Regions from separate parts of the Mus musculus genome. Here all the other regions are linked to region 1. The links are chromatin contacts, called in public HiChIP or PLAC-seq maps. All regions are on one chromosome and are shown on one strand. Each heading gives the region's core, a stretch centred on a gene start, on an enhancer-like site or on the middle of the called end of the contact. The rest is flanking DNA. Distances are from core to core; before and after follow the strand shown.

Region 1 (6,721 bases), core at 1,498-3,997:
CTTGCTTGCTTGCTTGCTTGCTTGCTTGCTTGCTTGCTTGCGACAGGGTCTTATACATCCCAGTCTGGCCTTGAGCTGCTATGTAGTTGGAGGAGTCTATGAACTTCTGATCTTTTTTTTTCTTTCTTCTATTAATCTTTATTACAGATTGTGTGTGTGTGTGTGTGTGTGTATTATGTATGTATGAAGATTTCTGGGTTTTGTTTGTTTGTTTTCAACAGTGGCAAAGCAACTCAAAGCCTTGTACATCTTAGACAAGTGTTTAAACAATGAGCTATATTCACGGCTTTCATTCTTGGCATTTCTAAAAGAGACATACAAAGTAGCTAGAGAAACCTAATATTTTGAACCTTCCCTAATTTCTTTTTTTTATATATATTTTTTATTACATATTTTCCTCAATTACATTTCCAATGCTATCCCAAAAGTCCCCCACACCCTCCCCCCCACTTCCCTACCCACCCATTCCCATTTTTTGGCCCTGGCATTCCCCTGTACTGGGGCATATAAAGTTTGCGTGTCCAATGGGCCTCTCTTTCCAGTGATGGCCGACTAGGCCATCTTTTGATACATATGCAGCTAGAGACACGAGCTCTGGGAGGTACTGGTTAATTCATAATGTTGTGCCTACAGGGTTGCAGATCTCTTTAGCTCCTTGGAAACTTTCTCTAGCTCCTCCATTGGGGGCCCTGTGATCCATCCAATAGCTGACTGTGAGCATCCACTTCTGTGTTTGCTAGGCCCCGGCCTAGTCTCACAAGAGACAGCTATATCAGGGTCCTTGCAGCAAAATCTTGCTAGTGTATGCAATGGTGACTTCTGATCTTTCTACCTCCACCTTCTGAGTACTGGGTGCATGTGCCACCATTGCCAGTTCGCTACGTAAGAGACTTACTTTAGTCTTTTTTTTTTTTTAATTATTATATGTAAGTACACTGTTGCTGTCTTCAGACACTCCAGAAGAGGGTGTCATATTTCATTACAGATGGTTGTGAGCCACCATGTGGTTGCTGGGATTTGAACTCAGGACCATTCGGAAGAGCAGTCGGTGCTCTTAACCGCTGAGCCATCTCTCCAGTCCCCTTACTTTATTTAGTCTTACCAGACTTCTATTGGCTTTAGTCTTTTTTTTTTTTTCTAAATAAACCTCAACTTTATTCAGCTGACATGTTCTGAAAACAAGGGGTGTAAATAAATTGCCAATCAAAGCTATTTAAATTCAACAAGGCAAGCTGGCTTTTGAGAAAAAGCTTGAAATGAAACCTGTAAAACCTACTATTTACTTGGTCCTTGGATTTAGCATTCCTTCAAGTGGCCATACATGGAGAATACATCTATTTTCTTAGTCTTAGATTCCTTCTGGCACCCTACTAGCTTCAAACCCTGTCACTTAGACGACTGTACCAAGGTGCACACACCATCTGCTAGCTGCAGCTTCTGACAAGCTCTGATAGGGACGCAGGCCTCCTCCCCTAGAGGGTATCCCACTCAGGCTAGGGGCCCTTCCCTGCTGGAGCCTGTAAGGACAGTTTGCCCAATCAGGTCAGAGTCTTCTCACAAGGCACTGAATGGAAATTTGAGGGAGGGCAGCCTGGGCAACCAACTCAATGCCCCTTGAGTCCAGATCCTCTGCGTCCATTCCCTGCCCCCAGGCAGTAGTGCTGACCTCACCACAAATTCATTCCAAAGGGAGACCTGGCTGTGAAGGTGGAACATCAAGTTCACTAAAGCCAAGGATTGCTACAAAGGTGGAAACCCATTATGTACTACAAAACACTGCTCCAACAGCCAATGAAGGGCAGGGGCTAGGGCCTTTGCTGCCCACATTTTGAGTTCAAATGGCTCAATTACAGCTTGTACATCTTCCAAAGCATGCTGTCTGGTGGGATCTTCAGGTGCCAGGGGGCATAGGAGTCAGGTCTGTGCAGTACAAACTCTATGGCCAGCCAAGAGCCCATGCCTATCTGCCTCCCCAAAGTGAGATCAAGGTGTGGAGATGCTGCAGGTCTCCTGTCTTCGGAGAATACTTGGCTTCTCGAAACTTCCTGGTCCCAAGCGACTAGGAAACCACCTTCCACCTAGGACTTCTTTAATACCTGAACCTTTTGTTTAAGCTTGGATTCTGTGCCCCACTTTAGGCACTAAATGTAAGTAAATATACAGGGCTTTTTCTATGCCCACCCTGTTCTGAAATAATAACATGGAGATCTGGTATTTTTATAAATGAGCATCTTGCACTATATCGGGCAGGGTTCTTATCTATTCTAACTCTAATCTAACCTAATTAGTCCTCTGTGACTCCTTCTGGCAAACTCTCTGGTCTCTACAGGACCCTTTCACAGGAATTGGAAGTCCCATCATATTCTTTCCTGCACAGGAATTTGCTGAACAGCTATTAACCAATCAGAAGTGATGGAAAACAACTTTTACACAACATTGAGAAAGAAGATACATGACAATGCCAGTGTCCAGATGCAACAAGGTCTCGGGACGCAGTAATCAGCATCTGAATACACAGTGCACAAAACCATCTCCCAGGAGAGATCCACCTGCCTCTGTCTCCCAAATGCTGGTGTACACTATCACTACCCAGCTTATAAAACATATTTTTTTTTTATTTTTAAGGGCTAAGGGGCTAAAGAGACAATTCAAAAGTTATTTGTGCTGACTGCCCTCTCCAAGACTCAAGTTCAGTTCACAGCATCAATGTTGGACAACTCACACTGTCTTTAATCCCAGTCCAACAGGAATCAGACACTTCTGGCCTCAGAGAACATCCATACTCATGTGCACATACCAACTCCACACAGTCACTACATGTAGTGGTACATGCCTTTAATCCCAGAATTTGAAAAGTAGCAGTGGGTAGATTCCTGAGTCCAAGGCCAACCTGGTCTACATAGTGAGTTTCAGGACAGCCAGAGAGCCAGAGAGAGAGAGAGAGAGAGAGAGAGAGAGAGAGAGAGAGAGAGAGAGGGAGGGAGGGAGGGAGGGAGGGAGGGAGGGAGGGAGGGAGGGAGAGAGAGAGAGAGAGAGAGAGAGAGAGAGAGAGAGAGAGAGAGAGAGAGAGAGAGAGAGAGAGAGAGAGAGAGAGACCCTGCCTTAAAAAATAAAATAAGGGGCTGGAGAGATGGCTCAGTGGTTAAGAGCACTGACTGCTCTTCCTAAGGTCCTGAGTTCAATTCCCAGCAACCACATGGTGGCTCACAACCACCATCTGTGATGAGATCTGACACCCTCTTCTGGAGTGTCTGAAGACAGCAACAGTGTACTTACATATAATAAATCTTTAAATAAAATAAAATAAAATAAAATAAAATAAAATAAAATAAAATAAAAACACAGTTTTCCCTTAGGGCATGAACGCCAAACCTGTTCAGGCTGAATCAGCCCATCTAGTCTTCATACCACATGGAAATGCACTTTGCTAGAACTATTTAAATTTGATTGTTACTAGGGGCAGAGGAATTTATACTATTGTTCAGATATTGCACTATGTGTAGCCCAGGGAAGATGGGGGTTCCAGTGGTTTCTAAGGTTGCTAGGTGGATTATTGGCTGAGAAACATGTATGCATATTAAGGTCAGGGAACCAGCCTGTCAAGTGCATTACTACAAAATGGGGAGTTATATATAGCCAAAACCAGATAGGGTACCAGACTACACTATCTCCTATGCTTACCTGATCCATAAGGACCTGAATTCTGACTCTCAGCACTGATATGAAAGTCAGACATGTTCCCATGAACCCAGTGCAAAACATACCAGGGGCTGGCTAACCAGCTAGTCTAGCAAGCTCTAGGCACAGTGAGAGAGCTGCTCTCAAAAATTAAGATGGAGGGCCAGGCACGGAAATGCACAACTTTGGTCCCAACACTTAGTGGGTGGGGTTGAAAAGACAGGTGAATCTCTGAGAGTATAAGGCCAACCTAGCCTATATAGTGAGTTCCAGTCCAGCTGGGGCTACTTCAGATCTAGTCTGAAAGAAAAAAAAAGGAAAGAAAATGACACCCAATATTAACCTCTATCCTCTGTAGGTATGCATATCTCCATTTCCTCAACCTCTCACCTCCAACACACGCACATCGTACTTGATCATCTAACTACAGCTTTATCTTTCTAACTTGTTGAAGTTTTACTAAGTTTGTGATGGTTTTGACCAAAAGAATACAATAGAAATTGCTAAGCAGGGTGGCAAAACCTGTGATACTTAAAAGGCTGATGCAGACAGATTGAAAGGTGGAGCTACATAATAAAAACTGTAAGGGCCTGTGAATCGCTAAAGAATGACACCCCAGACTCTAATAGTATGTAAATGCAGTGTTTTATTCTGCAAAAGTCCATCATGCTGGGGGTATCCCATTACCAGTATAGAGAGACAATCGAGTGTGCTCGCAGGCCGGTTTTAAAGCACATTAGAGCATTCTGGGGTAGGTGACCCTTATCTTACTCCATCTCTAGGGACCTTCCATTACTGAGCGAAGGGGCTGGAAACTCTTGTTGAGGAAGTAGCTGAGGAAATCTGGAAACTGCTGCTGACTCATTGTTCTTGTCTCAAGCCAGGTGGCAGGGGCAGCTTCTAAGGCCCGGAATTGCCTGGAATTGCCCAGTTCTCAAAAACAGAGATTTAGACTTAGTCTCCTTTACTGCCAATTTGAAGGCTGTCATGAAATCAGCCAAGCCTTCTCAGAACTTATCTCAAAATAAATAAATAAAACAGAAATAGCCATCAGATATGGTGCTGTATCAGTTTTAGGGTGTGTGTGTGTGTGTGTGTGTGTGTGTGTATGCATATGTGTATGTACAAGTACGTGTGATCCTCCTGCTTCTAGTTCCCAACTGCTAAGATTACAGTTATGAGCCACCATGTCTGATTTATTTGACTCTGAGAATCAAACCCAGGGCTTCACACATTCTAGGCAAGTACTCTGCCAACTGAGCCATATGCCCAACCTGGAACTTTCATATATTCAATAGATTACCAAAACTTGATAATAGATATTGGTAGTGACATTGGGGAAAAGCCCAGGTCAATCTTTGAAAGGCATGAAGGGACTTTCAGAGGGAATGAAAATGGTCTACTTTTTGATCAGGTAGCAGTTATTAGAATGTCCGTCATATCTAAACTCTGACATGAAGACTTAAATTTATAGGATGTATATAATTTGTACAACTTTATTTTGAACTTTTGGGCAGTTGGGGATTGGGTCAGCAAGGTCAGTGTGGGCATTCCACACCCAGGGTCAGTCCTTGTCCACTTCCATCATGGGTGTGACATAGTGGTTGTCATATATTTTCAGGATCTTGTGAGAGGCAGATGGTCCCTTTTTTCCTGATTCTACAGGAACATGACATTGCTGGAGGTTTTTTTTTTTTTTTTTTTTTTTTTTTTAGAGATTCATTTATTTATTACATGTAAGTGCACTATAGCTATCTTCAGACACTCCAGAAGAGGGAATCAGATTTCATTACAGATGGTTGTGAGCCACCATGTGGTTGCTGGGATTTGAACTGGGGACCTCTGGAAGAGCAGTCGGCACTCTTAACCACTGAGCCATCTCTCCAGCCTCTGCTGGAGTTTTTTTATTCCTTCCATTCTGTGAAGTCTTCTGCAAACCAGAGCTTGGCAGCAGTTTTTAAAAGTTTCTCATCTTCCTGGAACATCTTAATTTCTTACTCAGGAAGAGAAATTATGAGCTTGAACTTCAGGTCATGGTTAGATTCTTGTGCCTTCTTGGTCTTCATGGCTGTTGTTGGTAGTCACACTGACTAGACTAGGTCAGGGATCGCTAGGCAAGCTAGTCATAGATCCTCTGTTAAAAACAAACAAAAAAATCTTGAAGACAGCCTATTAGGTAGAAAATAAAATCTAGAGTCCATAACCGTGTGATAAACTCTTTATGGACCATCACCAGTCTTCATTCCCTAACCAGCCTCTGATTCCCATTAAAGCAAATCAAACTGATTTGCTATTTCACAAGGGCCCAGGCTCCACAAGGCTGTGCTGTCTTTCTAGCCTGTCACCATCTCAGGCTGCTAGATCCCAGTCATCGTGACGCCCACCTTTTCCTACCTCTCTCTGTGCAGAATCTTAGTCACTATCTCCTCTGACTCGAAGAACACTTTGTGAATACTCTTATTATAATACTTAACACATATTGTTTTGTAAGCTTTTGTTTACATGTTTCTCTTTTTCACTGACTTCCTTCAGGGAAGAAACAACTTCTGATTCATCTTCCTATCACTACCAAGCGCTGGGCAGGGAATAGATTCTCAGTAAACAGAGAGTGGGTTATGATGAGTTATTCAGGCTCTTTGACTTTTCTCGCTACTTTGCTGGTAAGTATTCTCCTGTATCCTGCAATAGGGCCTGTCTTAAATCTAGGTCTACTGCTGTCTTCTGCTCTCTGCTTCTCTCCTATTGTCTCTCTTCCATTCCTTTGGTAGTCTCTGAAGGTTAACAAACTCAAGGCTATAATCACTTCCCCTTCTGCAAATATCTGCAAAAATTATACATTATCAGAAACATGTTATGGACCTGAGGATGTAGCTCAGTGGTACCTGCCTAGTGTGCCCACGGCCCTAGAGTCAGTCCTAACACTGACCCCCTTAGTCACTGTTCTATTGCTGTGAAAAGACACATGACCCAGCCACTCTCATGAAAGGAAGCATTTGATCGAGAAATTGCTTATAGTTTTATAGTTTCAGATGCTTAGTCCATA
Region 2 (6,721 bases), core at 2,992-5,491, 230 kb before region 1:
CTATAGTCCCATGTCACGGTAATGAATAAATGAGGTCCTAGTTACCTCCCGGAGTGCCCAAAGAGTCATATGTGTTTGAAGGAAGCAGCTTCCCTTAACTTCAGACACCTATGTGATATCCCTTCTCCCTTCTGATTACTGGGTTTCTCCTTTCTACTTCATGTTATCCTTTTTGCATGGCTCTTTTGAAAGTCGACACTGAACTCCTGGTGTCTTCCTCCTGTTTGACCAAGGTTCCTTTAAAGCAGAGCCCATCCCTGGGCCTGGGAGAGCCTGATGTATATCCGTCGATAACGGCAGTGATAAGAGGTGGATACCTGATGGCTTCGTGAAGGATGGATAATGGTGGGTGGGTGGATGTACGAGTATGGATGTACAAGTAAACAAAGAGAAACTATGTAGAACGGGCTTTCTATCACTACCCAGAGAGCCTCTGTGACCCTCCTGCCCGGAAGCTGGCTTCACCCTGGAAGGACAGTGGCTGAGTTTCCCAGCCCTCTCTAGAGCCTGTGCTCTGCTAACAGGCCACTTCTTCCAAGAGATGAGGTGGAGACCTGTTGTGACCTGGCTTGATATTCACCCTGCTGCTTAGGTTTCAACTTGTGCTCATTTGTCCATACTTTTGAAATAACTGATTAGCCTACAGGCACAAAATCCCCACAGCCCCGATAGGTACCCTGTTGGAGAAGCTTCGGTGTAGAGACCGTGCTGCCTCTGTGAGGTTCCCCTACAGTTTCCAGTGCGGGAGCCTCCTAGGTTCGTTCCTAAGAGGTTAAAGCCAAGAAGCTTGTGCCCCAAGCAGTAGCATTGGTATCTTCAAATAATCCAAAACCAAAGTGCTTTGCATCAGAAACCAGGGCAGTTGAGACAGGGTGTTGCTCTATAGACCAGGAAAGTCTCGAGCTTGCAGCAACTCTATAGTCTTTACTATGCTGGGATTATGAGACATGGTACCACACACAGCCAGCTACAACATTCTCAAATAATAGTCTTTGGGAGTTTGTTTTTATTTATTTTTTTCTAAATATGGTCCCCGAGTTTTTAACAAAGAACAGATAAAGCAGATGTGGCCCCTCGTCTTTACTCACCGGGGTAGCCCGTGATTGTGAAAAAGGTTGTGACTCTGCCCTTTTCCACGACTCTCTGGATTGTGTGGCAGTAACTAACGTATTAGCAGAACCTTTCTGAGAGCAAACTCATTCTCCGCATTAAGGGCAGGTGAAAGGGTTTTCACAGGCATAGGAGGCTGCTGTAACTCCTGCAGCCACAGAGATACCAGCTACTCTAGAAAAGCCACATCTCAACCCTGAAGCTTGTTTTTGTTCTAAGCCCCTCTTGCACCTGGGGCGATTGGACATGGGTGCCCCAGCAAAGAGGCCTTCTGAATGGCCCAGGGTGTGGTGGGAATCCCGTTCCCTCCAGTGCCTCCTGCAGAGAACATAACACCAGATCTGGGTTCCCTCCTGTAGGAGCAGCTGGAGAACTACGACTTCACCAAGTTCCACTCACTGAAGCCCAAGCTGATCGAGGCTGTGGACAACATGCTGACCAACAAGATCTCATCCCTGATGGGCCTCATCAGCCAGGAGGAGATGAACATGCCCACGCAGATGGTGCAGGGCGGCGCCTTTGATGGCACCACAGAGGGGCCCTTCAACCAGGGCTATGGGGAGGGGGCCAAGGAGGGGGCCGATGAGGAAGAGTGGGTCGTGGCTAAAGACAAGCCGGTGTATGACGAACTCTTTTACACGCTGTCACCCATCAATGGCAAGATATCGGGTGTCAACGCCAAGAAGGAGATGGTGACCTCCAAGCTGCCCAACAGTGTCCTGGGCAAGATCTGGAAGCTGGCCGACTGCGACTGCGACGGCATGCTAGACGAGGAGGAGTTCGCGCTGGCCAAGCACCTCATCAAGATCAAGCTGGACGGCTACGAGCTGCCCAACAGCCTGCCCCCACACCTGGTGCCCCCCTCCCACAGGAAGTCCCTGCCAAAGGCTGACTGAGGGCCCACAGCTGGGGTGGGAGGGGTGGTGCCTGGGCCTGAAGTCTGCTCTGCCACTGACTCGCTGAATGTCCGTGGCCAAAGTTCCGTCCTCTCCGTGACTCGGTTTTCTCATATGTAGGGCAGGGAGGGCAGATCCCGGACACTAGATGAGGTCTTTATGCCTCTAAAATCCTGAAGTTTCTATCAAAATATTGAGAAGAGCAGTATATAGATATGGAGATCAAAGAATAAGAAGAAAAAAAAATTATCCAAAGAAGAATGTAGGTGTGACACAGGCTGTCGAAGTCTGGGCACTCAGGGATTGAGCCAGGGACTCACTGGAGCCATCAGAGCTGTGCTGGACAGTAAGTTACCATGAGCCTCTTTGTCCTTCAGGGGGCACTGAGAGGCAGCAAAGGACCTAATTTATTTTTCTTACTGTGTTTCCTGCTCTATCTAGAGAGGAAAAGGAACAGAACAGAGAGTTTCTGCCTTCCATAGATTAAAAACCAAAGAGAAGACTAATACCCAGGTTTGAAAGAGGATGTGCCATGTCTGTGTGGGCCCATCTGCAGTCCCCATCAGAGTAGGCAGCCAGGCAAGGAGAACCTGTCTTGTCCCAGCACCTGCTGCCTGACCCTGCCAAGCCTCCCTCAGTTAGGAATTCATAATTCACAAACTGTCAGCCCCTGGCAAGACCTGTGTGCCCTTCAACCACTGAATGTCCCCAAAGCTTTTTTGGTAGGTGGCAGAATTTAAATTCAATAAAGCTTGTCTTGATTTGTGTGGAGTCCCAGAGCCTTCGGACCCAGGTAAAGCGAGAGCAGCCCCATCCTGAGCTGTGAGTGGAAGAGACCAGCGCCCTGGTGATTGATGATGTTGTTTGATTTTTAAAGAAAGAAATGCATTTCATTGTGTCCAGGTATGTTTTTCTCACAAGATGTAGCCTCTCTGAAGAAATCTCTGTAATACCTTTTCTTCCAAGCTAGACACCTCACATCAGGAGTGCCTATCTGGGCCAGGATTGGTCTACTTCTGCCTCTTCAGTGTTCTTTCCCAAGCCCACCTAGTCAGGCGCCGCAGGGGCTGCCTCCTACTGTACCCTGCTCTGTGGCCCAGCAGAAGAACACTGTCACCATCACTTACGAAGTAGGAATCACAGCGCAGCAGTGACCACATGACCAACAGCAGCAGAAATGAATGAATCTGAACAGCATCCCTGAATCTTCACAAAAACATACTCCAATCCCTAATTGTCTGCATCTGGCAACCTCAGGGTCAGAACCGGGGATTTAAGAGAAAATGCTAAGAGCTCACACCCATTTCGCAGCACTTGGGAGGCAGATGCAGGGGGATTACCATGAGTTCGAAGCCAGTCTGAACTACATCGTTTGTTTTATGGTAGTCTGTGTAAAACAGAATACTTACGCCACCATTCACACTTCCTATCTTACTTTCTAAATAATGGTTTTAAGAGAAACACAGTGTTTGCTTTACTCTGAAAGCGTGTTTTTATTAATTGGACACACACAGGTGAATGTTTGATCCCGGGGCTGTAACTGTATTTGTGTCAGTGTCCATGGAGAGGTGATGCCTGGGAGGTCTTGACTTTCCTCCTAGTTGTCTTCTGCTTTCTCTGCACAGTTGTCATATATCTACCTAAATATAATCACAAATGTATGTCTCGTGAGTCTGTCTCTAAAATGCGTCCGTATGTTCAATGTAGATATGGCCAAGTCACTTCTGTACAGAGCCTCAGAGGAGGCCTTTCTAGGGACAGCAGGCTAAGATTTCTGGGATCTGCCTTCCCACTCCTCTCCACCTTCTGCTGGGAGATGCCTAGCAGCTAAGCTTGCTCTGACCTGGTGATGTTCTTGAACAAAAAGAAACCATGGGTCTACTTTTGTTACATTCTCTTGTTCTTCATAATAACTTTACCAGAAGGAAAAAACAGAAATGGTGATAAAAATAAAAGATTGTGTCTTCTCAGGACCAATGCACAGTTCCTAGACTGTTCAAATACTCCTCCCACCTCACACATACATTCACTCTGTATTGCCCCATCCTCATGTCGGTTTTCTGTGTCAGAGAAATGCTAGACAGAATTCAGTTTCAAGGAGGGAAAGTTTAAATTGGCCAATAGTCTGAGGTTATTCAGTGCAGAGGTCAGCTGTGAGCTGGGGATGAGGCAGAACACCATAGCAGCAGGAGCACACGGCAGAGGAGGTGGTTGCCTCTTGGCAGCCAATAGCAGAACCCAGGACGGGGTCTTTAAAGGTGCACCTCAGTGACCTGCTTTCCTGTCTTCACCTTCATCTGTGGATAAATTCAGAACCCTTATGATCCCATCACCTCTCTACTGACCACGCCTTCAGACGTTTCATATGTAGCCCACCATAATGTATCATCCTGGTTTTCAAAGAAGCCACCTCAGAGTGTTTACACACTGGGGAAACACACACCTACTTGTGCTCTCCCTGGTTCTAAAGAGCCTATTTGTAACTACCACACACATTGGATCACAAGACCCTCTGCAGGTGAGGGGAAGTAAGTGCTTCCGCTGGGTCCTGCCATCGTCACCTCCCAGTGAAGCCCTGCTGAGCCCAAGGAGAAAGAAACTGCACTTGGGCTTGTTGAGGGTTATGTAGGCAGATGGCCAGGTAACCTACCGGCAGGACCCCAAAACAGCCTGAGTCTATTCAAGTCATCCCTGGTTCAAGAGTGTATCAGGCACATAGTATTTAGCAATGTAAATCACACAATGCCTCTATCCTTTAAAATCTCATTTAAAAGTGTCAATCCCCACTGCCACTAGCTTCTTGTAACTGTGTCCACTTTTTAAGAGGTAAGTGGTCCCTTGGGTCCATTTTCAAAGGAGATGCAAGAGTCTAGAGAGGTATACCTCTTCTCCATGCCATCCCTTGTGACCCTAATTCCTCCCTCATCCTCTCTGGGAAAGAGGTCTCGTACTCCACTCGAGAGGTCAAAAGCCCACACTGAAGGACTGTGAGTAGTACTTGGGGAGGGGGGGTGCACCTCAAGGTCCTGTGCCTCTCAGGTGTATACCACCTGCAGAAGGTGTTGGGCTTTTCCTCTGTCACCCATGTACCCTTGTGAAGATGCCAGCCTGGACTGTCATTTAGCACAACATATTTTTTTTATTATCATCCAGAGGCATGAGGTTAGGGTAGAATAGACTCCTCCCCTCTTTCCTGGATGGATCCAGATTAGTTTAAGCCAATTGGAGTATTTCATTCCCCCTAGTCACAGATACCAGTTCAAAAATACATGTGTTTTCCTCATCCCATTTTCAACAGGTACCACCCCAGCACTTAGGAAGATGTTCCACATAGTCCCTCTGGGCTGGCAGAGAGGAGGTATTGAACGAGGCATAGGAAACCCAGATCTGCAGTAACAATGTTTGGGATGCTGGAGCAAACAGCACCTGAAGTCCTGTTCCTGCTAGATTGTTTTCAGTTACGGCCAGTTCACCCATCTGTATGTATCATTCAGTCCAGCTCAAACAGAAAGTTCAGTCTCTTGGCAAGGATTTCAAAGACCAATTGACCTTTTCACCAAGGGCTTCGTCACTCACTGCCAATGAGGAGCTGCCCCTTGTACAATATGCATTGGCTCTAGTTGCTGCTGAGCCAGGGGAGGGGGCATGGGAAGGAGAGCAGTCCTCTAATCCTGTCCAACAATATCTTATTTAAAGATTGATTGTACTTTATGTGTACAAGTGCTTGTCTGGTGTGTGTTCACTGCCTGACTATCTGGTGCCTTCGGAAACCAGAAGAGGGCACCAGATCTACTGGAACTGGAGTTGCAGATGGCTGTAAGCCTCCTGTGGTGCTAGAAACAGAATCCAGATCCTCTGGAAGAGCAGCCAGTGCCCTTGACCACAGTCCCATTTCTCCAACCCCACATCTAACAACCAAACAGTCACCTCTGCTTAAACCTACCAACAAAGCATGGTACAGTTCTGTCTGACCTCAGATCTCACAAACCTGGAGGAGCTGAGGCCAGAGCCCCTCAAACCCAGAAGGCTTTCCCGATGAAGCTTTCCCTTACAGATGAGACTGGGCACCTTCAGGGTGCTATGGCTGAAGACAAGGCTTTCCCTGCAAAACAGGAACTGGGCCTGGAAGACTGTAGCATTTCTTCTAGAATATTCCTTAGAGCTGATCAAAGTCTGGGGCATCAGGCAGCCCATGCAGAGGGCTTGTGCTGCAGTCAGGAAGAGCGAGCACCTGCCCCGGTGGTTACCTATAACTAACTGAACTTGGGTCCCAGTCTCTGAGATGGTTGTGTGTGAATGTCTGAAGACTGGGGTGAGGGTGGGGGAGCCTACAGCACCTCAAGGAAGTGTCCCTGTGGCCAAGGCTTTTGAGAGAAGAGGTCAAGACTACTGACAGGAAGCCTGTGGGAAGGGGTTGTTGCTCATAGAGGAGCTATGAGCAGGAGCTGCTTCCCTGGGTACCTTCTGCCACAATAAATCTGTCATTGGCTTCTCAATACTTAGCTAAGCTGAGCTTGTGGCCCAGATCTATTCAAGACCTGGGAATCTAAGCCCAAGACACTACAGCTTCCTGTGGCTATTCCTAGTTAGAGAGAGGCTGTCAGACGGCTCCTTCAATCATCCTAGGATGGGTGTGGAAGAGAAAGGGAGTCTACAGCTTTTAGCCAGAAATCCTGATCATGGATACCTCTCATTAGACTTCAGCATCCTGCAAT
Region 3 (6,721 bases), core at 2,852-5,351, 170 kb before region 1:
TGTAGAGATCTGAAGGCAAGGTCAGGGAGACAAGGGGCCAACAGCCTGTCAGGCACTCTCACCATGACCAGCACAGCGTTCCCTGCATACAGAGACCAGAGGGCTGGGGCCCATGGCAGGGACCTCTTGCTGCCCTTCCCTCACCAGTGACTACTAGCTTCTTTTAGTTCATGTCACCTACTGTAAGGGATGAAGGGCCGGTCGCTGGGTGGATGTAACAAGAAGTGTTTCTCGCCAGAGACTACACAGTACAGATTCTCATAGTGGTCCTTGTGCACTGTTGACACATGGAAGGCCTGGAGTTAAGTGGAGGGAAGCAGGCCACACTGTCCTCAGCCCCACACCCCACACCCTAGCAGAGCCTACAGAGAAAGGAAAAGCCCACACAGGATTAGCAGACTTGTGGAGATTCCAAGGTTCTTGCAAGAATCACAGAACTTGGCCACCAAAAACTGGATGTGGACTCCCCTTCATCTGGATCACCAATGGGCGGGCGTTATCTCCTGACCCCTGCTCTCAGATCTACCTGACTTCTGAAGAGGCTTCTAGAGACTTAAAAGGTACAGTATTCCCTGTCCCCAGTGTTCCTGCCATCAGGAGAAACTCTGTGGTCTCCTAGTCCCACAATACCAAAAGAAATCTGAGGTACTCGTTCTGGGGCCCACCTTTCTTCCCTCTGCCCCTCCCCACTTGAGGAGTCTCCACACCTACAGGATGTCACTGCAGATGCATCACCCAGCCAGAAGTTCACGGCATCAGGCATCTTCCCTGTGGGACACAGTGAATTAATATCAGGCTGAGAACCACCCGTGTGGGGGGCAGCTATGCAGAAATATGGGTGAGAGAGAAGAGTGCCGAGTCTGGGGGAAGGTGACACTGGGAACACAATCCCAGGATGGCAGAGACAGCAGCCCTGGAGCGGGCAGATAGGTAGCACCTGCCCCCACAGAATCAACACAAAAGGCAGAGAATCAACAAGCTAGCTGAACTCTTATCTCCCCACTTCACGTCCATACCCCGCCTCTTACCCCCACCACTCACCCAGTGACTCAGAGGCCCAGGGCACATGGGACTCAATGTCAGACAGAAGCTGGGGCAGCTCAGTGGGCAGGTTGGAACACTGTTTCTGCACATAGAGGACTCCTGGGTGCTGGGCCCGACCTTCCAACACATCCAGTACATGGCTTATGGGCAGGCGGCGTTCAGCAGGCATCACAAAGCGGTCCCCTCGCACCGCGTCCGCATAACCATCTGGAGTCACAGCCACACTCACCTCCGTGGAGCCCACCGTGGCTCTGAAGAAACAGACACTTGGTTTGTAGTCTGCTGCTAATGGTCACTGTTCCACCCAACCTCCCAAGGAACACCTTACCTTAAGTAGGACAGGGACCACTTCTGGAGGGCTGGCCAGTGCTGCAGAGCATTTCGGATAATGCAGGGCCTGTTGGGGCACACCCAATCCCGGTAGAAGCAGAGTGGGCTTGGGGGCTCATCCAGGTAGGGCACAACACGAGGTACATTGAGGTCTTAAGAAAGAAATGGTGGTGGAGGAGGTGTGAAATCAGTGGTACCCAACTTCCATCACACTGCACCAAGAAGCCCTCTATGACGGACATCCTAAGCAAGGGTGCTTCCGACCTAGGAGGCCTGCACTACTGAGCTGGTGGCCACAGGCTAACTGGGGTGGGTCTGGCTCTGGATGACCCCACAGATTCATGTGTGTGAATCCTTGACCAACAGGGAGTAGCACTAACAGGCGGTGTGGCCTTGTTAGAGGAAGTGTGTCACTAGGAGTGGGCTTTGATGTTTTATAAGCTCAAGTCTGGCCAGTGACAGTCTCTTCTTGAGGATCCAGATGTAGAACCCTCAGCTGGCCTCCAGACTGAAGCTGTAAGCCAGCCCCAGTTAAATGTTGTCCTTTATAAGGGTTGTGGTGATTATGGTGTCTCTTCACGGCAGTAAAATCCTAAGACAGCCTCCAATGGTGATATTCACTGAACGCCTGAAATGGACCCAGCACCGGGCCTGGCCAGTGTGGCTGAGAAGACACCACCACCATCTCACCAAGTTTACGGCTCATCTGTCTATGCAGGGAGGCAACTGCCCAGTGACAACACTCGAAGACAGGTAGGGGCTGAAGTGAGCTCTGCTCTCACGGACCAGCAGCAGCGTGCTTGGCCATCTAGGGCCAACACTTATGCACTGTGACACCTATGGAGACATTAAGTGACTCTGTGTAAACTGATGTGGAGGCTCACATCTGTAAACCCATCACCTGGAAGGTGGCATCAGGAGTATCAGATCAGCAAGCTCAAGGCCATCCTGTGTGTGTATGAGTGTGTATCTGTTGCTTTGCCCCATACCAATCCGGCCCTGGGCCTGGGCGTCTTTAAGTCCTGTTGATTCTACCCGTTGTCTCTCAAAACTACCTTTGCTTTCCCTCTGGTGCTCTGGGTCCAATGTCAGGCTTCTTTTCCTGACCATCCCTTTTTAAACTGTCACTTGTTAGGAACAATCTTTATCTCCTTGCCGAGTTTTTCTCCACAGATTTATCATTACCTGACCCTGTGTATTTTTTTCATGTTTCTTTTTTTTTGGTTTTTCGAGACAGGGTTTCTCTGTGTAGCCCTGGCTGTCCTGGAACTCACTCTGCAGACCAGGCTGGCCTGGAACCACAGAGATCCTCCTGCCTCTGACTCCTGAGTGCTGGGCCACCATCACCTGACCTGAACCTGCCCTTTTCCAGCCTTTGGGTTTTCTATAATTATGCTGGTTTTATTTGCTCACCATTTCCTTTAGAGGGTGGGTGTTTTTCTCCCCTAAAGCTTCAAAATGAACTTCAAACAATTCCTTTGACCCAGCAATTCTGTTAAGAATTTGACTGACAAAAATAAACATAAACACAAAGTCTGCTCCAAGCTCAGTCCACACTGCTTCCTGGATATAGCAGGCACACCCGCTCTGAGGGTTTAGCTGACCCATCAACCGTCCTCCAGGGCAGTGCTTCCTAATGCTCTACCCTTTAAGACAGTTCCTCATGTTGTGGTGACCCTAGGCTGTAACATCATTTCGTTGCTACTTCATAACTGTGATTTTACTAGTTATGAGTCACAAGATAAATGTCTGATGTTCAGGATATCTGACATGCGACTGCTCTGGGGTCTCGACCTCATAGGTTGAGAATACTGCTCTAACCACCTGTGTGTGACACAGCCGGTAAATTGACAAAATTGTGCTTGATCAATTGCTCTCCCTCTGTGTGTGGGTGTGCGCATGTGTGGTGTGTGCCTGTGTATGCATGTGTGGAGGCCGTTGACATTAGGTGTATACCATTCTCCACTTTATTTTCTGAGTCAAAGTCACTGAACCTGGAGCTCAGCAGTTGCTAAGCTGGCAGGCCAGGGAGCCCCTGGGGTCCTCCTGCCTTTCCCTCCCACCTCTGGAATCCCATCAGAAGTCCACCATCACCACACCCAGTGTTTTCTGTTAGTGCTGGGGATGTGACCCCAGATCATCATGTGCTTAAGAGCTTTACCTACCCACTTAGCCATCTCTCCAGCTTGTTTAATGATGGGGTAGTGAGGACCAGAGGAAGAAGAAAGGAAACACACAAGATCAACTGGGCGGCTGCCTACAATCCTCAAAGCTTGGAGTCTGAATGAACGAGGGAAGTCGCCTGCTTCTCTCCTCAGAACCCACCAGCATCCGAGATGTTTGAGGTGAAAGTATAGCATGGCAGCGCACGGGGACTCAGCACCCCGCTGGCTTTGAGAATGGCACCATGACTACCGTCAGAGCTGTGCTGGGTCTTGAAAACTACAACTGCACCCCACGAAGGCAGCCAGGCGTGCGATCCTGAGCTAAGGAGCCGTCCGCCAGCTAAAGAAGGGTACACACAAAACTGTGTGGCCACCGGTCGGACACTCATGCACACTGAGTTCCAGGGTGCCCAGGCTCCCTCCGCGCTGTCCTCGCGCGGTCGCTGCTGCCTGTGAGAGTGCACTCACCGCGAGCCGCCGCCGGGAACTCTTGCAACGCCCTCCGAACTGCCTCCAGAGCCGCCTCCGCCATGACGGCCGCGGGACAAGAACCCGCCCCTATTTCCGCTCCAGGATCGCAGCCCCGCCCCCGTTTCCGCCCTCTAGGAGGTGCAACAAGCGGCGCTCTTCTCAGAATTTGCTAGCAGGTTAACAAATGATTGTGTTTATTGACAATTTCATACATCCGTACAAACGAAACGTTAAAACAGTCCCACCCCGTACAGCCGGGGAGGAGACAGGCGCCACAGTATAAAAGTTATAAATAAGGGGCTTTCAAAACTGGGATAGGACAAATCTGGACATGGGCAGCAATTGCCAGTGGCCTCAGACATGCAGAAGAGGACAAAGTGCCACAGGCCACAAGACCCCACCCATGCAGGGTAGTGGCGCTTTCTCTAGAAGGGCAGGCTGGCATAAAGACCTCTAAAACCTGGTGGAGGTCAGGGCAGTGGGCCGACTTCTAACCCCCACACTGCCAAGGGGCCCACCTCAAGTGGCTTCGGTTCTTTGGGCTAGGAGTTTGACTATGCGTGTGGTAGAAAAATGGGAACACATGGTTTGGGTATTCACATGGTTTGGGTATACTCAACACTCAGGTTGAACCAACAAAGCTAAGCACCCATTAAACCTAGTTTCCTGCTAGCCTCTGCATTCAGAGCTGGGAAGTGGCGTTGAGGTTTCGACAGGTTTGTGTTATCTAAACCTGGTGAAATGTCACTACTCTGCCTTCCCTGATGCAGAGGAAAGGAGGGCCCAGGCCCAAAGACATACTCACTCCAATTCTGCAACCACCTCACCACTTCTTCCAACATACAGCTTCTCTCTCTTTTTGCTACTCTCTAACCGTTACCTTAACTCTATCCCTACCTCTGCCACCTACCTGTCCGGCTATTACTTTTCCAGTGGTCTCTTGCCCAGTGCCTTCATTCCACAATCTCCAGTGTCCAGTATTTCTGGGCACTCAATACTGCCTTTGAAAAGAGCCTCCTCCATGAGCCAGGTGACCCATAGGCCATCTCCGGTCAGCCTGGCTGTGGACACCACAACTCCAGAATTTCAGTCTAGTGTATCCATCCCTTTTTGTGTTTAGTGTACCCATCCCTTTTTGTGTTTCTGGATCAGAATTCCAATTAATCCAGGCTAGTGACGCTGAGGCAAAAATGTGAGGAAACCAGGTGCATACCAGCCAGGCAAGTGTTCTAAAATGAGCACTCAACTGTGCATATGATTTGTGTGTGTGTGTGTGTGTGTGTGTGTGTGTGTGTGTGTGTGTGTGTGTGTGTGTGTGTGTGTGTGTGTGTGTGGCCAAGGTTCTAGGAAGGTGGGCCAGTGCCCTGTAAACCATAAGGGTACTCCCAATACAGGTTTCTGATTGCGCATTGCCCAGGATGTAGGGAGAAAGTGGTCCCCAGGGATTCAACAGTCTGCTGGGGACCAGGGATAGAGAACAAGGAAGCCTAAGGGGCTGAGGAAAGTAGGCCAGGCTTTGCTGTCTGCCCAGCAGAGGGGTTTCACTGTCCTGCAGCAAAAATCCCACAACTAGCTCCACAAGGGGGAAAAGGGATGGGGCCAGAAAAAACACTAGGGCTCTCTTGCAGGGAACATGGGATTGGAATGTGGGGGCTCAGTTCCTGATACCAACTCAAGTTTTCTAATGGCTGGGAATACCCTGGAGGCCAGGCAGCTGTCTCACTGCCAGGAGTTGGGGGGAAACTACCCCTGCTCTGGCAGGCAGGGGAGTGCAGCTGGTGTGGGAGTAGAGGTAAAGGTCTACAGTTGGCTTTAGGACACTAAATACCACATTACCTTTCATCTCTATCCCAGAGTACCCTGTGGATGCTCCGCCCCAGGGAGCTCATCCCTGCAGAAACTTCAAATGGCTTCTAAGAAGAGAAGGCCAGCCCTTCCCGATGTCCCCAGGGGAGGCAGGCTGCCCTCCTACCCCTCACAGCACCAAGATGATGTAGACTCAAGACTTGCCCTGCTGTGAGCCCCAGGCTGGGCTTTAGAGGCAGGAGTCCCAAGGAAGTGAGGCAAAGTCAGGGAAATAAATTAATAAATACAGGGGCTCCATGAGGGCGGCTGGGAAGGCTGCTTTGCCTCTCAACACTGATCACTGCTGTCCACTCCAGACATTCCCACCTTTTCTTGAGTGGAAGCAGGGATACAGTTTGGAATGGAGAGCATTTCTCTTGGGACAGGCTTCAGGAACTCAGAGTCTACGCTCCATGCGCCGCTCCACAGCTCTTAGCAGTAGCTCGGAGTATTGCTCCAACAGGGCCTGCGTCTGCTCAGCCCCCACAGCCCCAGGGCTGCCACCTGGGCTGGACAGCACCGCCCCAGCCAGAACCTCGAGCTCCTGTCGCACCGAAGAGAAGGTGTCTCTCAGGAGACGGGTGATGTGACTTTGCTCTGCCGAAGGTGTCTTATAGCTGGTCACCTGCAACAGGAACACTGAAAGTGAGCTGGAGAGCAGTAGACAGTGGAATATAGAAAAGGGGCTCTGCCAGTGCCTTGCCCACCCAGTAGAAGGGACTGCCTAGGAGTTCTACACACAAGATCAGGATGGCCAGAGTCACTCTGATGGGTGGCCCAGATGAGGATCCCTCCAGACTATTAGAACCATCTACTTCTTGACAACTTTTCCCAACAACTCTTTCAAATGTGACAGTTACATTGTT
Region 4 (6,721 bases), core at 2,465-4,964, 150 kb after region 1:
GTGGCTGATAATGCAGATTGTCTCCTGCATCTGCACTGTCTAGCCTACTGGGCTGTTACCACCTGCCTCGGTCCCACGTGCTCCACACCAGCAGCTGTGCTCTGAGAAGGCCTCCTACCTGAGATTCCTGAGTCTGTGCTCTGGGAAGGCCTCCTACCTGAGATTCCTGAGTCTGTGCTCTGGGAAGGCCTCCTACCTGAGATTCCTGAGTCTGTGCTCTGGGAAGGCCTCCTACCTGAGATTCCTGAGTCTGTGCTCTGGGGAGGCCTCCTACCTGAGATTCCTGAGTCTGTGCTCTGGGAAGGCCTCCTACCCGAGATTCCTGAGTCTGTGCTCTGGGAAGGCCTCCTACCTGAGATTCCTGAGTCTGTGCTCTGGGAAGGCCTCCTATCTGAGATTCCTGAGTCTGTGCTCTGGGGAGGCCTCCTACCTGAGATTCCTGAATCTGTGTCAGCTTCTTCTTTTCTTGTTCTTCTTCCTGCTTTTTCTTTTTTTCTTTCTTCTCTTTCTTTTTGGCTGTTTTTAGTTTTTTCTTAATTTCAAATCTGGTTAAAAGAGATTTGTTTGGTTTTTAAAAAGCAATAAAATATATGTAAAGACTGGTTTCTTTTGGCTAGAAGACAAGAAGTAATAAGTAAGGGAGTTAAACATTTTAAAATACAAGTCTTAGACACACACAAAAATAATTTTTTTTGCTTCCTGAAAGAAACTCCAATGCCCAATAAGCATGTTAAAATTGTTGTCTGTGGGGCACAGAGAGATGCTTAGTGATTTAGAGCACTGCCTGCTCATCCAGAGGACCCAGGTTTGATTCCCAGCACCCACATGGCAGCTCACAATCGTCTGTAGCTCCAGAACATGATCCCCACTTCTGGCTTCTGTGAGCACCAAACATGCAGGTGGTACACAACAGATAGGCAAAATACTTATACAAATGAACTCAACTAAAAAGCAAAAACAAAATAGAGTACGCCCCCACCAGCCCCCCCAAAAAACCCAACCACTTCAAAATCTTTATTGGAATGGACATGAGAAAAAAAAACATTCAAAACTGGAGTTCAAGGTCATCCTCAGGTATATGAGTTTAGTTTGGGATACATGAGACTCTATCTCAATAAAGAAAATAAACATGTCTCAAATGAAAACGCAGCAGATATGCCCAAATTAACTGAAAATAGGTACTCAAACATTTGAATATCAGCATTTCTGCTATGTAATGGTTTGCATATGGTTGGTCCATAGGAAGTGGCACTATTAGGAGGTGTGGTCCTGTTGGAGGAAGTGTAGCTTTGTTAGAGAAAGTGTGTCACCTAGGGGGTGGGCTTTGAGGCCTCTATGCTCAGGCTCCACCCAGTGTGGTTGGCTTAAGATCGAGATGTACAACTCTCAGCTCCTTCTCTAGCACCAAGTCTGTACGCTGCCATGCTTCCCATCTTGATGATAATAGACTGAACCTCTGAAATTATAAGCAAGCTCCAACTAACTGTTTGCCTTTATAAGAGCTGCCTTGGTCATGGTTCTCCTCACAGCAATGGAATTCCCAACTAAGACACAGTGCATTATGCATGCTAGAAAAAAAGGCCAGAACAACTTTAATGGCAAATTCACAAACAAACTACAGCATATATGTATAATGGAATGCTACTCAGCTCTAACAGGGAATGAAGTGCCAATAAATGCTACATGGACTAATTAAAAAAAACCCAAGCTAAGTGAAGTTAAGCATTTGGTGTATATCCCTGTGTCCCACTTGGGGGTCGGCACTAAGGTGTAAGGACTAATTGAGCTCAGGAGGAGACTCTCTAGGGACTGGAGAAATGGCTCCTCCATGCTTAGGTGCACAGGCCTGGGTTGGATTACCAGAACTCAATGCAGTAGTTACAGCCATTTGTAAGTCCAGATCTGGGTGACCTGATGTCCTCTTCTAACTTCTGCAGGCACCAGGCACTTACATGGCACACAGACACACATGAAGGGAATACACCCAGACAGAAAAACAGTTTAAGCCGGTTATGGTGGCGCTCGCCTTTAATCCCAGCACTCGGGAGGCAGAGGCAGGCGGATTTCTGAGTTCGAGGCCAGCCTGGTCTACAGAGTGAGTTCCAGGACAGCCAGGGCTATACAGAGAAACCCTGTCTCGAAAAAACTAAAACAACAACAACAACATTTAAAAATGGTAATAATAATAATAATAATAAAAGAAAGAAGTGGACAGTTGTAGCTCGGGCCTTTAATCCCAGCAATCAGGAGGCCAAAGCAAGGGATCTCTGAGAGTTCAAGGCCAGACTGGTCTACAAAGAATAGTTTCAGGACAGCCACAGCTATGCAGAGAAACCCTATCTTGAAAAACTAAAAACAAAAACAGCAAAAAACCAAAATCAAACAAACAAACAAAAAAGAAACCCCCAAACCCAAAACTTTCCAAAACAGCAAGAAAAGGTGAAGAGAGTTTTTTGAGTGGCTATCATGTACTGCTCCAGAGCTACAGAATATCATGGAGCTCAGGAGCTTTGTCACCACCTTCCACATTCTTTTAGCTGCTAAAAATGTCACTAAATACCACCTGCTTCTTAAAGGGGAAAAATAGAGGCTCAGTGATGGCATACTTTCCAAGCTTGAGAAAATCTGCTTCAGTTTGATCCCCAGTTCGTCCATTACCATAAAAAGATAAAACTCACTTTTAGTCATAAAACTGAGGAAAGAGGCAAGAGCATCTCTAGGAGTTTGAAGTCAGCCTGGTCTACATTGTTCCAGACCATTCAAGTTAGATGGTAAGCCTTGTCTCAAAAATAAAACAATAAAATGGAAAAAAACTCAAATATAAAATTTAGGACAGCCGGGCGGTGGTGTCCCACGCCTTTAATCCCAGCACTTGGGAGGCAGAGGCAGGCGGATTTCTGAGTTCGAGGCCAGCCTGGTCTACAGAGTGAGCTCCAGGATGGCCAGGGCTACACAGAGAAACCCTGTCTGGGAAAAAAAAAAAATTAGGACAAACTACTCTAAAAATTTGTGATTCTGGCCTTTTTTTTTTTTAAAAGATTTATTTTATATGTATCAATATATTATTGCTCTCTTCAGACACACCAGATACCAGAAGAGGGCATCAGATCCCATTACAGATGGTTATGAGCCACCATGTGATTGCTGGAAATTGAACCTCTGGAAGAGCAGTCAGTGCTCTTAACCGCTGAGCCATCTTTCCAGCCCGATCCTGGCCTTTCTTATGGTCTCCACAGTTCAGAAACCCAAACTTTAGAAGTCACCTTTCCTCACCCACAACTCCAAGGCAGTATTCCAAGTCCTGTTTCTTGCAATACAAGTTACCTTGTAGGCATTCACACTCAAAATGAATACCTACCACTTTCTGCTGACTGAAAGCCAAACATTCTTGTCTAGGATAACTTATCATAACTTAATATGGTCTTCAGAAGGGACAAACAGGCTCCTGAGGCAACAGAATTAACAGCTAACATGCTTCAATTTTCTTCTAATATAACAGGTAGAAAGGACAGGAAGCTAGTTCTGGGAGCTCTGTTACCCAAGACAAAAGACAAGTTTACTTTGACCTTTTTGGGAGAAGAGAAAGAACTTTTGTCATTTAAAATAAATGTGGCAACCCCTCGGGAGCCTTAAACAGATTCTGATTAAACACTTGAGTGTTTACAGCAGTGCTGATGACTTGGTAAACCATGTAAACAATGTACACCGAGCCACATCCCAGACCAACATTTCAACCTTTTGTTTTATTGAAGACAGTTTCAGTCTGGCTTCCTGAGTGCTGGGAACAGAGGCGTGAGCTACCAAAGTTGGCCCACATTACTTTCCTTAATTAGTAAAATGACATTCTAAATTCAAGGGCTGGACAGATGGCTCAGCCATTAAGATGGTACACAACCATGAAGTACAGAGTTCATATCCCAGCATCCACAGAACAAGCCAGGCAGTCTACATATTCCTGTAATCTCAGCTCCATAGGGAGTGGGGTGGAAATAGGACTATCACTGGGGCTTGCTGGTCTCTAGCTTAGCCAAGATCCTGCCTCAGATGAACAGGTAGAATACAAAGACACCTGACACCTGACAGACACTCTATTATAACTTTTGTGTGCACACATAGTCATGAGTACCTACATATATCGTACACAAAACAAGCACACACACACAATATAAAAGTCAAGACAAGATTATGACTTTCTCAATAATTTTTGTCTGGATGAAGTGAAATAGTATACTTACTTTATTTTTTACTTAAATTAATTACACTAGGTGACGGTGGTACATGCCTTTAATCCCAGTACTCGGGAGGCAGAGGCCAACCTGGTGTACAAATTAAGTTCCAGGACAGCCAGAGCTACACAAAGAAACCCTGTCTTGAAAAAACAAAAGTAAATAAGTAAAAATTAATTACATTTTATTTACCTTTTGTATATTTGTTTGTTTTTTAGTAAGTAGCTCTGGCTGTCCTGGAACTCACTATATAGACCAGGCTAACCTCGAAACTCAGAGATCCACCTGCCTTTGGTCCCAAGTGCTGGAACTAATGGCATATGCTACTACACAGGAAAACTTGTCTTAAAAATCAAAAAGGAAGGCACCACTCTGTAGTGGAAATTTTGAGGCCCTGGGATCTATCACGAGAACCACAAACCAACAAAAAGCCGACTACTGAATAATGCACATTAGTACAGAAGGCATAAATATGACCCTAAGCTATTTAGTTTACATTACACTAACAATCACATTTCCAAATGTCCATTCCTATGAACAGACTTCCTTCAGCTTATTAAAGAACTGCATATCAACGCAATGGGAGCCAAAACACTGACCCAACCTACCAAATATCATAGAGCCTAGCCTGACTCAAGCATGCTCATTTATTTATTTATTTATTTATTTATTTATTTATTTATTTATTTATTTAATTTTTTTGGTTTTTCGAGACAGGGTTTCTCTGTATAGCCCTGGCTGTCCTGGAACTCACTTTGTAGACCAGGCTGGCCTCGAACTCAGAAATCCGCCTGCCTCTGCCTCCCGAGTGCTGGGATTAAAAGCGTGTGCCACCACACCGGGCTCATTTTTTAAAAAAAAGATGTATTTATTTATTGAATGTATGTGAGTACACTGTTGCTATCTTCAGACACACCAGAAGAAGGCATTGGATCCCATTACAGATGGTTGTGAGCCACCATGTGGTTGCTGGGAACTAAACTCAGGACTTCTAGAAGAGCAGTCAGTGCTCTTAGCCGTTAAACCATCTCTCTAGCCTCACATGCTCAAATCTTAATTGTTGTAGTTTGGTAAAACCATTTTCACAAAGCATTGTTGGGATAATTTCTTGTGCACTGCGGAAAGATTATCTTTTTATGAAGCATCACCTGTCTCGGTGTTTTGTAAACATGTTCTCCATCACCTTCTGATTGGTTTAATAAAGAGCTGAACGGCCTATAGCAAAGCAGGAGAGGATAGGCCAAACTTCCAGGCAGAGATAGGAACTCTGGGAAAGAGAGAGAGAGGCGGGAGATTTGCCAGCCAGACACAGAGGAAGGAGGAACAGGTACAGGGACTGAGGAAAAGGTAACTAACAAGCCACAGGGTGTGACAGAGCTCGAGGGTCGGGTTTACTTAGATGAGCTAGCTGAGGGTCTGCCAAGCTCAGGCCAAGCTCTCATAATTAATACAAAGTGTCTGTGCATTTACTTGGTGGCCGGTGGGACAAGACATCCTGTGAAATGAAGTGTTTGGCATCTCGTGTAATTTATCAAAAACTGTAATAAATGAAAAAAATAATTATATGGGTAAAGCCTTATACCACTGTGAAGCTGGAGAAAATCTTAAACTGTGAGAAACTAAGTGTACAGACAGCTTACCTTCTTTTCAACACCTCTCTCTTCTCTATGCGGTTGAAGAGCTCCTGCTCCCTCTCCTTCTCCGTCATCTGCTCCAGTCGGGCCCTATCTTCCTCATCTCCCATAAGATCCTCTCCATAGCCATCATGGAATTCTTCATCTTCTGACGAGGAGTCTGAATCTGAACTGGAAGAGGAGCTGCTGCTCTCAGAATCTGACACTTCACCTGCAACGAAAACGTGACACAAAAGCTCACACATGCCCTGTGACACAAAAGCTCACACATGCCCTGTGACACAAAAGCTCACACATGCCCTGTGACACAAAAGCTCACACCATGCCTTGTGACACAAAAGCTCACACCATGCCCTGTGACACAAAAGCTCACACACGCCCTGTGACACAAAAGCTCACACACGCCCTGTGACACAAAAGCTCACACACGCCCTGTGACACAAAAGCTCACACATGCCCTGTGACACAAAAGCTCACACACGCCCTGTGACACAAAAGCTCACACACGCCCTGTGACACAAAAGCTCACACACGCCCTGTGACACAAAAGCTCACACATGCCCTGTGACACAAAAGCTCACACATGCCCTGTGACAGAAAAGCTCACACCATGCCCTGTGACACAAAAGCTCACACCATGCCCTGTGACACAAAAGCTCACACCATGCCCTGTGACACAAAAGCTCACACCATGCCCTGTGACACAAAAGCTCACACCATGCCCTGTGACACAAAAGCTCACACCATGCCCTGTGACACAAAAGCTCACACATGCCCTGTGACACAAAAGCTCACACCATGCCCTGTGACACGTGCCATCCCTTGGCTCTCCCACAGGAAAGCCACAAAGCCATTTCCACC

The links. HiChIP or PLAC-seq counts read pairs in DNA pulled down with a chosen protein or histone mark.
Region 2: a contact with region 1 is called in an H3K27ac HiChIP or PLAC-seq map of embryonic stem cells, with 13 read pairs. The contact joins the promoter of Sptbn5 here to the enhancer-like site in region 1. A contact is called at or near these places in 3 of 39 promoter capture datasets (the 3T3-L1 cell line, hematopoietic stem and progenitor cells and stem cell-derived epiblast-like cells), 3 of 484 Hi-C or Micro-C datasets (all in embryonic stem cells) and 2 of 115 datasets of contacts at active chromatin or transcription factors (both in embryonic stem cells).
Region 3: an H3K27ac HiChIP or PLAC-seq map of embryonic stem cells shows a contact between it and region 1, with 6 read pairs. The contact joins the promoter of Jmjd7 here to the enhancer-like site in region 1. A contact is called at or near these places in 2 of 39 promoter capture datasets (both in liver), 4 of 115 datasets of contacts at active chromatin or transcription factors (embryonic stem cells and stem cell-derived neural progenitor cells) and 3 of 9 other capture datasets (adipose tissue, liver and pancreatic islet).
Region 4: a contact with region 1 is called in an H3K27ac HiChIP or PLAC-seq map of embryonic stem cells, with 16 read pairs. The contact joins two enhancer-like sites. A contact is called at or near these places in 1 of 15 datasets of contacts at CTCF or cohesin (large pre-B cells), 1 of 484 Hi-C or Micro-C datasets (cerebral cortex), 3 of 115 datasets of contacts at active chromatin or transcription factors (all in embryonic stem cells) and 3 of 9 other capture datasets (adipose tissue, liver and pancreatic islet).

What each region holds. Positions count from the first base shown.
Region 1 is chr2:119,853,342-119,860,062 of GRCm38.p6, reverse strand. No RefSeq gene overlaps it. Among named protein-coding and RNA genes, the nearest start is that of Mga, 41 kb to the left of the region's middle. Within about 2 kb of position 2,747, at least 6 of the 459 cell types and tissues checked have an H3K27ac peak or open chromatin away from gene starts, as enhancers often do. A contact at or near this core is called in embryonic stem cells, where this site is marked.
Region 2 is chr2:120,086,433-120,093,153 of GRCm38.p6, reverse strand. Sptbn5 (spectrin beta, non-erythrocytic 5) reads left to right here and starts at 4,241. Exons shown (of 67, transcript NM_001370938.1): 1 at 4,241-6,721. It overlaps Ehd4 (EH-domain containing 4), which reads left to right. Exons shown (of 6, transcript NM_133838.4): 6 at 1,470-3,667. The coding sequence ends at 2,006.
Region 3 is chr2:120,024,863-120,031,583 of GRCm38.p6, reverse strand. Jmjd7 (jumonji domain containing 7) reads right to left here and starts at 4,101. Exons shown (of 8, transcript NM_001114637.1): 1 at 4,008-4,101; 2 at 1,373-1,526; 3 at 1,042-1,295; 4 at 712-768; 5 at 182-277; 6 at 1-9. The coding sequence starts at 4,071. Mapkbp1 (mitogen-activated protein kinase binding protein 1) reads right to left here. Exons shown (of 30, transcript NM_011941.3): 30 at 4,181-6,480. The coding sequence ends at 6,253. Gm28042 (predicted gene, 28042) reads right to left here and starts at 4,101. Exons shown (of 27, transcript NR_104353.1): 1 at 4,008-4,101; 2 at 1,373-1,526; 3 at 1,042-1,295; 4 at 712-768; 5 at 182-277; 6 at 1-82.
Region 4 is chr2:119,704,789-119,711,509 of GRCm38.p6, reverse strand. Rtf1 (RTF1, Paf1/RNA polymerase II complex component) reads right to left here. Exons shown (of 18, transcript NM_030112.2): 4 at 5,867-6,071; 5 at 431-545. Among named protein-coding and RNA genes, the nearest start is that of Gm25857, 33 kb to the left of the region's middle. Within about 2 kb of position 3,714, at least 5 of the 459 cell types and tissues checked have an H3K27ac peak or open chromatin away from gene starts, as enhancers often do. A contact at or near this core is called in embryonic stem cells, where this site is marked.